Linked DNA regions of Mus musculus: region 2 is linked to region 1. Evidence: chromatin contacts called from public HiChIP or PLAC-seq data. All regions are on one chromosome and are shown on one strand. Each heading gives the region's core, a stretch centred on a gene start, on an enhancer-like site or on the middle of the called end of the contact. The rest is flanking DNA. Distances are from core to core; before and after follow the strand shown.

Region 1 (5,124 bases), core at 993-3,492:
AAGGCTTTGTCTCTCCCGCCTGGACTTCGGGAGGTTCAAACTTGCGTGATGAGGCTGGCGATAAAAAGGAAATCGGAGTCTGGAAGAGATGATAATGAGCTGAAGAATTGCTTGGTTTTCCTCACTCCCGCTAGGCGCTGCAAAATCCACTCCCTCCGGCAGCCTACAGAATACTCTTCAAATCCGGTGGGGGAGGGCTTCGGGAGGTGTGTCTCCAGGCAGATCAGAAAGTGGAATCCTTTAGTTACTCTTATTCGGTGATGCGATTGATGGGAATGAATAGGGACGAAGAAAGAGTCACAGATACATATGTATATTTGAGGCTGCCCTGGCACACGGAGAAATGTCTGCTCGCTATGCAGGATGCTCGGCTTTCAGGCAGTGTATTGCTGCATTTAAAGATCTAATCTTGCCTTGCTGGTTTAGGCGGCGGCGGCAGCGGACTGCATCTCCGAGCCAAGTCTTTTTTTCTCTCTCCCTCTTCTTTTTCTCTCTTCTTTCCGAGCAGCCAGAGGGAGGGGAGGAAATGCAGAGGAAAAAAAAGTGTCCCGATTTGTAGTTTCCTCCCCCTACCAAGCTCCTCCCTCTCTTCCTCGGAGAGGGTTCTCCCCCAAAATCAAGAAAGCCACAGCCTGATCAGCATTTGCGCCGAGAGCCTATTGGGAGGAGAAAAATATAGAGATATATCTCCGCCTCTGTTCGTAGAACACTCTGGTGTGTCTCTATGCCAATCCGGGAGCCGCCACTACCATCCCATCCTCTTCCAGCAAGCAAAGACTTCTCTCCCTGCAGTTTAATTCCAGTTTGCTTTTCTTGCCAGGCGAAAGGAAATCAACAGGCAACTCATGGTTAGACGTGCAGATTTGAGGGGGGGGGGGAGGGGGGAGGGCAGACTAGAAAGGAGGAGGGAGCTACCCTCCCAGTCCTAGCACACACACACACACACACACACACACACACACACACACACTGCCCTGTCTCTCGCTAGAAGGGAAACAGTCTCTGCATTCACAGGGCTGGGCTGTCAAGTGGCTCTCTTTTCTTTCTATTCAGCACCTCCTTCCAGTGGCCCAGCCTCCTTTTCATCTAGAAAGGAAAACCTTGGCGAGGAACAAGAGTGGTGAATATTTGAAGAGAATAACAGTGTAGGCTTTTTCCCCCCTTATTATTATTATTATTTTAAATTGGAGGAGTAGAGTCGACGGAATACATCAAGGCTTGGCGTGATGCATTCTGCAGTCTGGCTCACACACGGTCTCTGGTCGACTTGGGAAAGGCAGAGAGGGTGAGGAGCTGCAGCCACCGCGGTTCTGCCAGGGCGCCCACCCGGGGAAACTACCTCCTCCACCTCCGAGGGGAGGTTAGGCACGGGTTGATCTACACATTATTTCCGCTTCTCCCAGCGCCTCGGTATACGGGAATGACACATCCAGAAATGCAGGTGTTCTCATCTGCGGGATGAGTCAGAAGCAGCGGAACGAATCGTATTCACTCTCCCCTCACGGTCCTCCCTTCGCAGTCCTTAGTTGAGGCTTCTTCTTAAGGCTTTCTCTGACCACTCAATAGGAAAAACAAAAACAAAAACAAAAAAAAAACAAACAACAACAACAAAAAAGCCGGAATCACGTCGGGGGTGGGGGAAGAAAAACGAGAAAAAGCGTGGGGGGAGGAAGGCAAAGCTGAATCCAGGAACACTTTTACTCTACCTCTTTCGGCCGGAGTCCGAGGCTCTGCAAAACAAGGCGTCTGCTTTGCTTACGAATATTTATTTGTTTTTTAAAAAAAACCTTTCCACTTGGTTAGGCGTGAGATGCCCCCAAATCTCTCAGTCTTAGGGGTGGGGGCACGTTTCCAGTAATGATTCACAGCTTAGCCCAGGATCATAGTTCAAGATTTTCCTCCCAACGGTCTCTGTTCACAAAGTCCAGCATCGGTGTGCATAGCTAATTGTGCAGTCTGTTGTGGAGGTTTTTTTTAAATTTTAATTCCTCCTTTTTTTTTTTTCTGTCACGAGTGGTCTCTTTCAGTCTAGTGCGGTGCCTGTCAGGATCACCCCAAAGCCTGAGAAAGACGTGCAGGTTTCAAACCGAATAAATCCATCTCCGCCAGCCAAGACGCGGAGGAAATGGAAGGTGAAAAATTCAATTCAACAGTTGGAGTACCGTCTCCGAGCCGCCCTCCTCCGCTGCGGCAGCCGCCGGGCTCGCAGTCCGGATTCTCTCCCCAGCGTCTCTTGCTGACTGACTCTATTCACCTCACGCCGCCGCTTAAACATTGATACTGATTCTCTGCCAGCCAATCGGCGTGGGGAGCCAGACCCTGCCTTCTCGGCCCACGCCCAATGGGAGGCGGAGAAACGGCAGGCGGGGGCGGGGCCAGCAGCCCCAGCTCTTTAGAGTCATTGACTAGCTTGAGTCCGACCGGAGAGCATCAAGGCCCGCAGAGCCCGCGCTAAGTCTCGGCGGCGGCGCCCAGGGCTGAGCCGTGGTAGCCCTGGTGTTTAGAGGGTGTCTTCCTCTAGAAAGAGAAAAGTTTGGCAGTGATTTGATTTCAACTGGGGATAGGATGTAAAGCCAGGCGTGGGGAATCACCGTATACTTTGCAGAGAGAGGCAGCTGCGGTCTTCCTGGTGCCTTCTAGTCCACACACCAACCCACGTCGTCAGCTTACACACAGACACACACAGACACACACACACACACACACACACACACAAACACTGGGCCAAGGGAGTTGCGGATTTTCTGACTCCTTGTGCACTCATCTGGAGGTGCGGAGTGGGTGCGTGCGCGCGCATGCGTGCGCGCGCCCGAGAGAGAGCGAGAGAGAGAGAGAGAGAGAGAGAGAGAGAGAGAGAGAGAGAGAGAGAGAGAGAGAGCGTGTGTGTGTGTGTGTGTGTGTGTGTGTGTGTGGTGTATGTACGCGTTTTCTCACGGTGGGATGTTTATTTCGGTGAACGCCAGGAAAGTGCAGTGTTAGAGATCTGTCTGTGCTAGCTAGCTCGGGAGCAAACACGCCGCAAGCAACTGTAATCAATATGTAACTTTCTTCATCCTCAGAGAAATCCCCGCTGTCCCCAGGCACCCATGCAAGGAAAGTCACTTGATTATGAAAGTGTTTCAGAAGAAAAGCAGACGCCGGTGGAGAGAGAGGCAGTGTCTCGAAGGAGGGAACAAGCCTCTCTTAAGACATGTTTTGCAGCTCCATGAAACTGAAATCTGGTTGAACAGTGTTTAGACTTCTACCTTTTAACCATCTCCTATCACAGCCCACATTCAAGGTAATCCAATGTCCCTTAATGTCCCTAGCTTTGGTGTCTAATTCACTTCTGTTCATCTTACTAAAATTCCAAATAGCAATTTGATATTTTTTTCAAATCAAATAGCATTGCTAATATGTATAAAGTCTCCTATTCATAGAAGCTGAACTTAGGCAAGAACTTATACCAGATTGAATGATGTTTGTTTAAATATTCTCTCTCTGTCTCTTTGTCTCTCTCTCTTCTTCCTCCTCTTCCTCTCCCTCCTCTTCCTCCTCCCCCCCCCCATTCTAAATTTCTCATCTCCAGCTTTAGAATCTCAAAGCTTGCTTTTGTCTGAACTGCTTTCACAAACATCCACAAGTTACGATCAGTTTTGGTTCTGATCTAGCAGTTCTGGAGCAGAGTTAAGAGGGACAAAGGAAAACAATCCGTTGAAATAGAGAAGGTGAGTATTTTGATTGCGACAGTATTGATTGTAGTTCATAAATACTGAAGTTAAGTTGCCATTTATAAATTGTGAATGACTACTATAAAAATATGTAACATGAATCATTCAGAATTTCAAAGAAAATCAAATCCAGACCAATTACAAGAATGCTCTGAATATTGTTTTGGGGATACTTGCTTAAAGGTTCAGATCAAGGAGCTATTAATTTCCCAGAGCTTCAAGGAGATAACATATAGTCTGATTTTGCAGTCTGGTCTCATTCCAAATGTACCATTCCCTTGAGAGACCAACAGCTCAAAAATTCAAAGAGAAGATCTTTTTAGTCAGACCTTCAAATTCAAAAATGTTCCTTTCTTGTCTTCCCTAAATAGGTTGTTTAGCATATATGTTTGTAGTCCACAGAGGACTCAGTCTTGCCAAAGTAAAGGCTGTTTTGCTAAGTTGTCTTTAACCACAAAGTCTTATATAGCCATAGCTTTCTTTATGTCTCTCTGGTTAGAAATATTGGTCCAATGCATGTGCTTTGGAAGTTGATTCTTGTAATCTTTATAACCAGAAACTGCCTATGGCATAGTGAACACACATTCACACATTCATTTATCAATTTTTATTTTGTATCTCCCTCTCCTCGCACCCTGCCTGAGTTCTAAGGATAAACACCAGCACTTTGCAAAGCTAAACAAGAGCAGTAGCTCTTAGATATATCTTCAGAAACACTGTGAATTACCTTTTAAAAACGACCACTTTAAGCTTATTTTAATCGCATAGTAATTAGACGTCTTTGACTTTCACTATGGTGCAAAAATAAAACAATAAAACAATTCCAAGGAAGGCTGGGGTGTATTGATTAGGCTTAATTCAACATAGTGCTATGCAGTTGAAGGGAGATTGGAAACACAATGCCTAGGAAAGGTCTTGGTGACAGGAAAAATATATCCTTAGAAGAATACATTTGCTTAGACTCCCCCTCCCCAGAGTAATTATGCCACACCGCCCCCCAGTGTTTGCTGAAAGAACTGTGTGTATATGGTGAATGCTTTAGGGCATCTTCCAAGAATAAAAAGAACACAAGTATGTTTCTTATATTTCTTGTTGCTGTAGTATCCGACATGGTTGTTGAGTACTGACATGTATCCTAAGTAACTATTTGTAGTGATGATTTATACCTGTTTTTTTTCCTTAACCAGCAATGAAACTGACTGATAGCTTAGTACAAGTTGTTTGGCTTATTTCCAATCAGTTGTGACAATCACATTTAACTCTAAAAAGAAATCGTTAAAGGTTTTCAAAGTCTGTCTTTTTCTTTCTTCCAAGCATATTTTGTGTTCACATCATATTTATTTAAAATTTTCTTATTCATTATCTTAAAACTATTGAGCTCCACTGGAATAGAAAAGATGATGTAAGTGTATTA
Region 2 (4,476 bases), core at 1,762-4,261, 860 kb before region 1:
ATTAGGCAAATGCCTATGACATATTTAATGAGTCTTATCTTCCATTATAGCTTTTAGAATGAATATATGCCAATAGTCGTCATAGTCAACATTTTCCTCTATATTGTGGCATTATTGGATCCTCATGGCAATATTACTTGATAGTGATTATTGTTATTAACATTGAACAGACAGACTTAAAAAATCTCCTAAATATACACAGCTACCCGAACGTCATTTCTAAATAAGTTGGATTATTTTAAGGTTATAGTATTGCTTTTGCTGAGATGTATATCATGTTTGATCTCTATAAACTATTTTTGTTGCTCACTCATTTTATGTGTATTTTAACGGGAACTCTAATTTCATGTTTACATGCTCTCATACTAGATAGTGTTCTGTGTTTTAGTGGCATTTAACAAATGTGTCCCTGATTGCTTGGTATTCATTAAATTCGAAGAAAACATCCATCTATAATTTCATCTTTCATTTCACTGTAAAACCCCCTTTATTTAAAGAAAATAATGTAATATTAGAGGGACACTCAAAGAAGGAAGTCCTTCTAGTTTGCAGCTATGTGCTCCTAACCAACTTAGAAGGCAGGAATTATAATTCGTGAAAGAAAATTGGTAGGCAACCAGGAATCATAATAAAACTCAGAGTCTGATCACAGACTCACAGAGGAAAAAAAAATTATATAGAAAATGGAAGAACTTTCTTTTTACCGTATCATTTCCTGCACAGAGAGCTTTCCTCAGAGATTTTTGCAGTCAGATCTGTAGGAAGATGAAAAAGGCACACTGGCCTTACAATCAAAGCCCAAGGAAGAAGAAAGAGCAGAGCAGCAACAATATGCTGCCTCTTCTTTTAGTCTCACAGGGAAATGAAAGAAAATGTTGCTAATGCTGCCATCAAGCACGTTAAACTTTTTCAAGTTAGAATTATGTAGAGACTATTTCTTCTTCCTTAAAGGTATAATCTATTCTCCACTTCGTTAAGGCATTGCTACCTAAAAATACATTCACATAGATAGTCTTTGTATATTTGTGAATCTAAGAACAGCACTCTGCTTGTGCTTTAAGTGTAATGAATGTTTCCTGTAAGAATTTCTTTTCAAAGCAGTAAGACTTCACAACATATGAGTATTTTAAAAATGAACATTATCTGAATGTTTTTCAGAAATAATCATATTAGCATATTCAAAGAACACATTGTATTTATTTAATTATGCAGTGATATTCTTCTAATATCGATGTAATTACATGTTGTAAGCTTAATAATTTTAATAAGAATAATGTCAATATCATAATTTTTAAGCAAGTACATATGGAATAAAATTTCTGCTGAATTCAAGTTTTTTTTGCTATAAAGAGACTATAAGTGAAACATTTACACTTAACTTTTTTTTTTTTTCAGTTTCACAGTTCTTCTATAGGATACCTGGTTAGAAGTGAGAATATTTTTTAAAAGATCCCCTTAATTTAGATTTCAACTTCCAAACATGTACTGTATGTCTTTGCCTGAGTGACACTTGATAATGCCCTTATGAATATTCTTTGACAAGAGAAATACTCAAACATCTTTTGGAAAAGTGTATCTTATCAAATTCTGACATCCATTAAAATAATATTCTAGAAACCTCAGAGCTTCTTGTTCAATAAATGCCCTCTGCCACTCAACAGAGGAACACGTTAGTGGTTGGTGCTCACTGTCCCGACTCTTTTCCGGATATGGAGGTACCTATCGTGAGAGCAGAGAGACATGTTCTTCTTTTCAAATATTGATTTATTTATAAAATTAGATAAGAATGTAATTATTGTTAACACCTATGTTAACTATCTTAACAAAAATGCTTATTATTGTTTTCTATTATTAAATCTTTTGCAGAGGGCCAACTCTGGCAATGGCCAGGTCCCACAGAGGAAATAAGGAGGGGCGTAGCAAAGGACAACTGAATCAAGCAAGGAATTCGGTGAAAATCTTGCAGCCTGAATGAGTGGCAGGTGAGGTGCTTCTTCATTCATACAGAACTCAACAGGGTAGGCTAGATTTACATTGTTTCAAAAAACATAGATCATAATATTTCTGCCCCCTGACAAGTGTTTTAACTTCCACTTGGTCACAAGTATAGTCATCATTGACAAACCATGACAGATGAGAGTTACATCTTACAATATTTTTCTCACATCAACCCATATCCCAACTTTTAAGAATCTAGAGGTATATTCTACCAAAACATGTCAACATGTTTTCACCATTAGTAGCCCTTGTAGTTTCAAAAAAAAAAAAAAATTCCAAGCCAGACTGGGCAGTCATGTCCCAAGCAGAGTATTATCACTTTTAATGGGCATTAGACCCCCCCCCCCCAAACAACTTGAGGCCAAAGTTATTGCAGTGATTATTCCAGTTATGTCAAAAATATAATTTATATATATGTGGAATTTATTTTTATATGTAGTTTTGGTATTCTTTTTTACCTTGGTCTGCATGAGCTAACTTTTCTAAGAAAAGGGGATCTTAGTACATTCCTTTATGTATTCATGTATCCACACACATTCTTTGTTCGTCCCTATAAGCCCCAGTGTAAGACAAATATACCTCCCGCGAATCTAACGTTGTTGCTGAATCTTTTCTTTGAGAGGCATACCACATGTGGCCCCAAATTTTATATGTCATATAACCACCTGAGCATATTGTGGGAAGAGGCTTTTAATTTGATCTGCTGCCAAGTTCTCTAGCCCACTGAAATTTGTTTACATTTTAAAGTTTACTTTATTCTGATATTTTGATTATCATGTTGCTGAGTAAGTATGCGGGCAGATGTTTGGAGAGTATCTTTCAGTCAGAGTCTCATAAGGAGAGTTCTGATGTCTTTATTTGAGCAGTAACCACTGGGTAGTAAGGAAGACTTTCAAGTAGGGCCAGGCAAGGTGATGGGAAGGTCATAAAACACTTGCCTCTCTGGAAGGGAGAGGCTAATTAACATTTCTCTGACCAGGGGGCAGGAACCAACCTTTGGGTGGGGACACATTCTTCAGGACTTACTGTTGCCCACCTTCAGACAAGACTTTGTTGCCTCACTCCCTAAAGACCAATCGGTTTAAAGGGAGCACTGTTCCACCAATCATTGTGCCTAGTTGCTGATGCTCTATTCTGCCCCTGGAAACCATACAAAAACTTGCCGTCTGTGTGCTGGGTCCTTCCCGTCTGGGATGACCCCAGTGCAGTGAAACAATAAATTCCTCTTGCTTTTTGCATTGATCCTGGCTCCACTTAGTTCACTCAGGGGGTCCCCATAAGGTAAGGCTCCCCTGAGTCTTAATACTCCCTAAAAGCAGGAGGGGTATAATATGTTCCGAATTTTTCTGGGGAAGCTTAGAAGCAGTACTCCTGAGAGAAAGCAGAAATGATTCATAAGAAATTTTCCATCAATTCAATATCACCAAGTTGTACAAATATTAAAAGCGCCCCAAGCCTGCAACATGTGGAGATCAAGGCCAAGTGGAAGACAGCATGACAGCAAGGGCATCACTTGGTTCAGCTTTGCTGGATCTTTGTCAAGCAGCTGTGCAGGCTTTATGACTTTTGCTGATCCCATTAGATATGGCTGTGTCAATCTTTCTTTGCTAGTTCTCTTTTTCTTTTAGACCAATGAGAGATTAATGTGAGATAGCCCTTAGGTATCTTCAAACTCAAACTAACTTCTCTGTCATAGGTTCTCAGAGATTGGGATACTACTTGGGTGAACAAGTTCACTTTGTTTTCAATTCTTCTCAGTCAATTTATTACCATTAGTAAAGGGAACATAAGTATTTTTCATATCTGGACATGTAAATTATATACAGTCATATAGAAGAGAAAAAGTTAGACTCTATTAACAATACTCCTCTTAACTATATCATACATACTGGGTACTTTATTTTATCCTACTGACTTAAAGATCAAAATAAAATAATATTGTCTAGAAGCTGATATTTATTTGACTTATGTATTTTTATCTGGTAAACATTTGTTTTGTAATGTTAGTTACTATTTTATTGTTTTTCCACTTATTTTAAAATTCTTGTATTGAATTTATTTAATCTTTTATATTTTATTTTGTAAAAATCTTTATATTTATTTCAAGTATATAGTGACCAAGCCAGCTCAGCCAGTCAACTGGTTCTCCAGGGCAGGAGTGAGAATTAAAAAGAAAAAAAGACAATTAGACAGCACTGTAGCATGACCCTGGGCAGTTTTGAGGCTGAAGTGGGTTTATTTTTTTCAGTCTGTTTTTTATACTACTTTAAGTATATGCAGAATAATAAGATCAGGTCTGGGTCAAAAAATGAGCAAGGCAATAAACAAAATCCCAAAACCACTTTTCTAGGGGCTAGTCAGGATGGCGAAGAGAAAAGGAAACATGCCTCAGCTGAGCCTGCTCTGAGCTTTGCATTAACTCAAAAGTAAATGTTCTTTATCTGGGACTAGTTTTCTGAGTCCTGGACCAAAGTCAGA

What was found. HiChIP or PLAC-seq counts read pairs in DNA pulled down with a chosen protein or histone mark.
Region 2: a contact with region 1 is called in an H3K4me3 HiChIP or PLAC-seq map of embryonic stem cells, with 9 read pairs. The contact joins the enhancer-like site here to the promoter of Pcdh17 in region 1. A contact is called at or near these places in 4 of 39 promoter capture datasets (the C10 cell line, embryonic stem cells, frontonasal cranial neural crest and 1 more), 1 of 484 Hi-C or Micro-C datasets (embryonic stem cells), 8 of 115 datasets of contacts at active chromatin or transcription factors (acute myeloid leukemia, cardiomyocytes, craniofacial prominence and 5 more) and 1 of 9 other capture datasets (liver).

Annotation. Positions count from the first base shown.
Region 1 is chr14:84,440,681-84,445,804 of GRCm38.p6, reverse strand. It overlaps Pcdh17 (protocadherin 17), which reads right to left and starts at 2,242. Exons shown (of 4, transcript NM_001013753.2): 1 at 1-2,242. It overlaps Gm32498 (predicted gene, 32498), which reads left to right and starts at 2,401. Exons shown (of 4, transcript NR_168882.1): 1 at 2,401-3,280; 2 at 3,569-3,707.
Region 2 is chr14:85,297,721-85,302,196 of GRCm38.p6, reverse strand. No RefSeq gene overlaps it. Among named protein-coding and RNA genes, the nearest start is that of 9630013A20Rik, 820 kb to the right of the region's middle. Within about 2 kb of position 3,011, at least 3 of the 459 cell types and tissues checked have an H3K27ac peak or open chromatin away from gene starts, as enhancers often do. A contact at or near this core is called in embryonic stem cells, where this site is marked.